Regions from separate parts of the Danio rerio genome. Here region 2 is linked to region 1. A link is a contact called in public HiCAR-type data. All regions are on one chromosome and are shown on one strand. The core of a region is the stretch at or near the end of the contact, and the rest is flanking DNA. Distances in the headings are between cores, read along the strand shown. Region 1 holds the start of dio1 (iodothyronine deiodinase 1). Region 2 holds the start of rps8b (ribosomal protein S8b).

Evidence for each region. HiCAR-type assays count read pairs that join an accessible place to other places.
Region 2: a HiCAR-type map of caudal fin shows a contact between it and region 1, with 9 times the contacts expected there. The contact joins the promoter of rps8b here to the promoter of dio1 in region 1. A contact is called at or near these places in 5 of 18 Hi-C or Micro-C datasets (caudal fin, embryo, fin fibroblasts and 2 more) and 2 of 4 datasets of contacts at active chromatin or transcription factors (caudal fin and embryo).

Annotation. Positions count from the first base shown.
Region 1 is chr8:19,900,879-19,904,103 of GRCz12tu, forward strand. It overlaps dio1 (iodothyronine deiodinase 1), which reads right to left and starts at 1,465. Exons shown (of 5, transcript NM_001324404.1): 1 at 975-1,465; 2 at 231-374; 3 at 1-132. The coding sequence starts at 1,329. All of the region lies in intron 1 of glis1b (GLIS family zinc finger 1b), which reads left to right.
Region 2 is chr8:20,057,906-20,061,130 of GRCz12tu, forward strand. It overlaps rps8b (ribosomal protein S8b), which reads right to left and starts at 1,776. Exons shown (of 6, transcript NM_001134683.2): 1 at 1,746-1,776; 2 at 1,134-1,240; 3 at 507-606. The coding sequence starts at 1,749. It overlaps elovl8b (ELOVL fatty acid elongase 8b), which reads right to left. Exons shown (of 8, transcript NM_001204524.1): 7 at 2,726-2,853; 8 at 2,107-2,547. The coding sequence ends at 2,380.

The sequences.
Region 1 (3,225 bases), core at 215-2,714:
TAATGTTGTTCATCTCATCCACCACCACAGGGCATGGAGGGTCTTCTTTGAGCAGGGTCCGAGCCGCAGCAAGCCTCTCCTCCAAGTTTTTGTGCACGCTGATATCCACATTGTTTTTAAAGGCCCATGCATCTATAACAATTATGCAAATGACTCTGCGTTATATAAACACATCCTATTGTTGCATCAAGGCTGCTGTAAACTTGCTACAGTATTGTGATTGTTATTACCAGTTGCATGAGCTTCAGCAAGGTAAACAATGAGGAAATCTGCGACATTGCTGAAGTCCTTGACAAGCTGTTTGAACTCGTCAAGTTTGTAGAGAAACGGGGGTCAGGTGCAGCTTCCGAAACTCAGAACCAGTGGACGATTACCTTTAAAAAAACAAATGAAGAATGGATCAGTACAGTAGCGTTCATATAATGATTTATTATAAATATAATAAGAATTATAATTTTAAAATAATATAATAATTTAAATAAAATCAAAACAAATTCACATATGATAACCAAACTTGCTACTAATAATAGTAATTATAAATTTATAACATTAAAATAAATGTAATTTAATGTAATAAGCAAATAATTAAATGCAAAAAAAGTCCTGTGACCTGAGAGCTTAATTAAAATAGTGCAATAATAATAAATAATAAAATATTGTTAAAATAAAATATTAATTGTGCAGTAAGTTTAGTTATTTTAATTAAGAAAATCAATATTCACTAAGCAAGTGGAACTAAATCGTAGAGTTGTGCAGTCAGTTTAGATTAAAACAACAATTATTATTTAATATCCATTTCTAACATATTGGAAATATTCTAATTATTCTAATACATATATAATTTACATAATTTATTTACTTCATATGCATCCTACCTAGAGACAAAAAGATGCCTATGAAGTAAATACGTTATGCAAATTATTATCATATTTATTAGATTAACATGATAATAATTTGCATGTTATTTACTGTACCTTTAAGAAAACGATGAACGCTCGTCTTCTGTCGGTCCAGGGTAATTAAAGCACTGTCCGGAGCGGCGTGTCCCTCAAACGCCTCGAGGCCCAGCGAGCACCAGTTGACGAAGAACAAGGTTTTAATGAACGCCAGAGAGAAGAAAGCCGGTCCCCAGTCTTCGTATCTGAATTTGGGGTTTTGGGTCATCGTGGACCTCTCCCCCATTTTCATATGGATTTTCCTCATGCGTCCAGGGGAAATAAATGACAGGAGCTTCAACATGGACATCTGCAGGATCGCAGCGCACACCATCAACACGGCTGATATATAAACAAAAAGTTTTCTCAGCGCAAATCCCACTGCGGACCCCATCGTGAGAGATTTGCGAGTGCACGCGTCGTGCTGTAAACACTTCACCAACTAAAACGATATCAAAGTTCGCCTGCTTTACCAAAGAGGCGTGCCATCCTCTAAAACACAACATTATATCACGGAGATCAGGAGAATCGAATCAAAGCCTTCGCTCATGATTATTTATTAGTTGCGTCAGAACGTCACTCTGCGTAATTACTATTCATGAGATAGAATTCCATAAGTTTTTGGCTCTATTAAATGTTCGATACTCATGGCGATACTACTGATTACATCTAAACATTTGCCTGCACATGTTTAAGGACCGGTTTTCGGTAAAAAATAAATAAAGCAGAAATACTGATATTGTGTAAGATTAAGTTTATAAAATAAGATTATATAAAAAGTTACACGCTCTGCTCACGCGCCGCTGACGCTTGCGGTGTGAAACAGGCGTTACAGTCCTGTAACCAGCCTGATATAAGGGGTGTTTTTTTCTCTCAAAATGTGTACCTTTTTGCAGTTATTCGCCTCATTTGTTATATATTTATAAGATTTAAATACTGCATTTTAGTCACATTTTAATAAGTATTTAAAGTTGGATTAGCTTGTCGGGTGGTCATCATAAAGACGCATTTTAATACCAAATTTTTGCCTAAAGATTTAGAATATAGAAAAATTACTAAATACTTATTTTTAAAATACAACCATATCTCATTAGAAAAAATAAGAGTCTGTTAAAGTTTTGAATTAAAAACTAGCTTATTGCCATTTATTAGACAAATAACAAACTGGCCAGCACATTCAACTTTTCTCAGTCAGTAACTTAATAACACTAGCCCAATTAGTTCTCAAATTATATTAATACGCGCTACTTTTGGTGCTTTTTATGGATATTTTGTTTCATGAATAAGTTTCAACATTTAGAATAAAAGTTACTTGTAAAATGTTTTTTTCTATTTAAAAACAATACAGTAGTGAAGAAGACTTCACTTGCATCCAATTGTATGTTTTCTTGCAAAAATGGATGTTGGATTGATAAAAAAATAATAGTTTGCACTGGCCAAAACTAATAAACTGAATCCCGTTGAAACTGAAATTATCATTATTATAATTTTTTATTACTCAAATGGCCAAATTCTGACTGGAGAGTTTTTTTTTTTTTTTTTTTTTGGGCCAGTTTGTTAATAGCTAATACATGACAGCAGGCCACAGCTTTTAATAAAAAATTGTAACAAATTCCTATTTTTTTTACCCCAAGTAAAATATATTGTAATGAATTTGTTTTTTAACTATACGTAGCCTATTTTTCATATTTCTCTGTTCTAAATCTTTAGAAAATGTTTAATACATCCAAAAGTGACCATCTGCCAAACTAATCTAGCAAAAAAATTAATTATTTATATGTGCTTAATGTCGCTAAAACGCAGTATTTAAACCTCCTAATTAAATGAAAAATTGAAAAATAAACGAATAACTGCAAAAAGTCCACTTTAAGTCCACAAAAAGAACCACTCTATTTACCCGGCTGGCTAGAGGCTTGTCATATCAGAAGCCCAGACTTGTCAGTTTTAGAATCTAAAAATGTCCATAAGATGTCACTGTTGGTATGTTTGAGAACAACTTTTTGTACATATTTCACAACTAGGCTCTCTGCAAGCATTTTTCTTTTACTTCATAAAATAGAAAGTATACATTACATTTATGCCACGTGTGGACTTCTAAGTAATTCCCTCATTGAATATTTATTAAAGTCTGCTTTTGGCGTTTTGTCCAAAACATGATGTCTTTGTTTTTGTTGGTAGGGATTATAATCTCATGTGTACTATATTATAAATGATTTTACTAAATTATAAAGCTTTGTTTTAGTGATATGCAAATTATTATTCCAAGTTCGAAACGGCTCGAGATCAGTTT
Region 2 (3,225 bases), core at 526-3,025, 160 kb after region 1:
TTGAGTAATATTTACAACAGGTACTTTTACTCTACTTGCACTGTATTTTTAGGCAAGTAATGGTACTTTAACTTAAGTATGATTTTTCAGTACTCTTTACACCACTGATTGTAAGCACACCAAATTACAATTACAAAAATGAAAACTTGCAATTTATTCTTTTTTTTTCTGTTGAACACAAAAGACTAAATTTTAAAGATGTTAGAACAACTAACATGTATAGCAGGGAGGAAACATGCAAGATAATGGTGACCATCTTCCTTCATCCTTCAAAATATCTTCTTTTGTGTTCACAACAGGTTTGAAACCAGCATTTTCATTTTCAAACTATCACCTAAAATTTGCTTGCTTAAATAAAACGAAAAACTTTTAGATTTATTTATTTGATAATTGTTTATTAACAAAACACCTAATACTAAACTAGTTGGTCGAATCTGGAAGGAAGGAAGCAAGGAATGACGGAGGGGAAGAAGGAAGAAATATAATGGACAGAGATGCTCACTCACATTCTGAGCCCCAGGAGAAGTTTCCGCTGTCCAGCCTCAGTGCACGGTATTTCTTATTTCCTCCACGCACGCGCACCGTGTGAATACGGCGGGGGCCAATCTAAAAGGTTTAAAGATAATTACAATTGTTTATTTGATTTCTGCTGTTCATATTGTGTGAAACAGTTTTGTAATATAGACTGTCTCTCTGCATAACATATCCATGTATAGCAAGGTCTAAACTCAATTCCTGAAGGGCCGCTGCTATGCGTAGTTTAGCTCCAACACACACCTGCTTAATAGTCTCTAGTAGTCTTGAACACCTTGATTAGTTGCATCAGCTGTGTTTGATTGGAGTTGGAGCAAAACTGTGCAGAGCTGCAGCTCTCCAGGAATCAAGTTTGAGACCCATGATCTATAGATAAAGAGACGTGTAGTAGCCTAACGAGTTCTACTAGAGCAGAGGTGTCAAACTCAGTTCCTGGAGGGCCACAGCTCTGCACAGTTTAGTTCCAACCCTGCTTAAACACAATAACCTGGAGGTTTAAAACAAGCCTTAAGGGCTCAATTAGTTTGGGTTAAGACAAAACTATGTAGAGCTGTGGCTCTTCAGGAACTGAGTTTGATGCCTAGAGTAAAGTATTACACCTTTGTGTTTGCTGGAGGCCGACCCAACTCATACTTTCTTTTCTTATGGTACGGCTTCCGTTTTCCTCCGGTTTTACGACGCTTGTGCCAGTGATCCCTGGAGATTCCTGAAGAGAACAGATACCAACAGAATAAATAAATGAGTTCAGTGTCATTATGGTTTGGATAAAGTGAAATTATGAATAGACCTTGTTATTCTTTTTATCTATTTCAATGTAAGCTACAAACTGTTTAGGCTAGGTCAGTCTGTCTTGACGATGTTATTGTTATTTTCAGTATCTAACGTAGAAGGAAGCGTTGTATCTGCGCATTGCAACTGTCGCAGATATTGAGCTGCGAAATACCAGTGCTGGATATTTTTGATGGTTCAGTACATTCCGATCATGATTTTCACTACTGTTAGTGGTGGAAAAACAAATACAGGGAGAGCTAGACATGTAATAGTTTCTGGATTAGCAATAAGAACCGCCATTATGCTATGCTGTTTATTCATACACAAAAGCACTAAATCACGTTTATATGTCCATAACATGATCTGACATTTATGTATTGGACGATGTCGACAATGCTGACAGAACTGCGTATTGAAGCTATTCCCTTATAAATACTTACCCATTCCTGGGTCGCTTTGAGGCTACAATTTGCCGTGTTGCCAGGTCATTGAAGCAAAACCCTTTCAACTGAAAATATAAATTTTTCAAATCGCTATCAAGTGGTTCGTTTGGTGTCCTCGACGGATGCTTTTGCACTCTGTATGCGAGTTCCACTTAGTTAAATCCGCTAATCTAATTTAAAACGGATCTTTTCAAAAACAAAAATAGAGAAACATAGTTGAAAATAAAGGACTTGGCAACACGCTGCCTGTATCCTTTCAGTACTCCCACGTGTACACATGGTGCCATCTAGTGCCAGTCACTGGTATTAATTGACAATTTAGACAGCAGAAGGCTGAAAAACAATCTGACCCATCATAGTGACTTAAAATGACATTACACTTTATTTACATTCAAGTTATTTTGGTTTTGATAATGTAAGCTGGACATTTCACCTCTCTCCAAATGCAAAAAGCATAAGTAGCATATATCCCTGAAAAATTACCTTTACATACTATATCTGATATGAGGTCAGCGGTTTAACAAATCCTTTTAACCCTGAACACTAAAGAACACCAAGAATGCAGTAATGGAATGTGTAAGGGGATGCAGCATTTGTCTATTCCTCTCCCCAGCGTGTGGCTCAAATGCTGTTAAGACTTCTTGCTCTTCCTCTTTATGTAGCTCTGGTAGTAAAAGTTGCTGAAAAGTATGATGAGACTGACACAGTAGGCAAACACAACTGCATTCATGGAGTCAGGAAATTCACACTCAGTGAAGAGGTTGTATCCAGTGTGAACAGTCAGCAAAATAAACTGGACCTGTAATGAGATGTGGTTCATATTAATCTACCAACTAATCTCTATTGAAGCAATTTATTTTAAATCGATGTAAAATTGTTAATAAATGAGGTAAAAGTGGTTTTTTTTTATGTATGAATGGACTAAAATTAGCCAGATTAGCAGTGTGTGTATGTACATGTGTGTGTCTTGTGTATACCAGCTGCAGTGAGGTGAGATAGCGCTTCCACCACAGATATTTCTGCAGATGAGGGCCCAGAGCTGCCAGACCATAGTAAGAATACATCCAAATATGAACAAAAGTGTTCAGCAGCCCTATAAAAAATGCTGAAACAATAAAATGACAATATTCTGTTTTTAGAAATGCACATGTCATATTATGGGTTTAATATACACTCACCAGCCACTTTATTAGGTACATCTGTCCAACCACTCATTACATTCGGAGGGTGAGCCACAGCCTACCTGTATATTGTTGCTGACCATGTCTATCCTTTTATGACCACAGTGTACCCATCTTCTGATGGCCACTTCCAGCAGAATAACACTCCATGTCAAAGCGCAAATCATCTCCGACTGGCTTCATAAACATGACAATGAGTTCACTGTACTCAAATGGCCTCCAAAGTCACCATTTCTCAATCCAATGGAGCACCTTTGGGATGTGTTGGAACAAGAGATTCGGATCATGTATGTGCA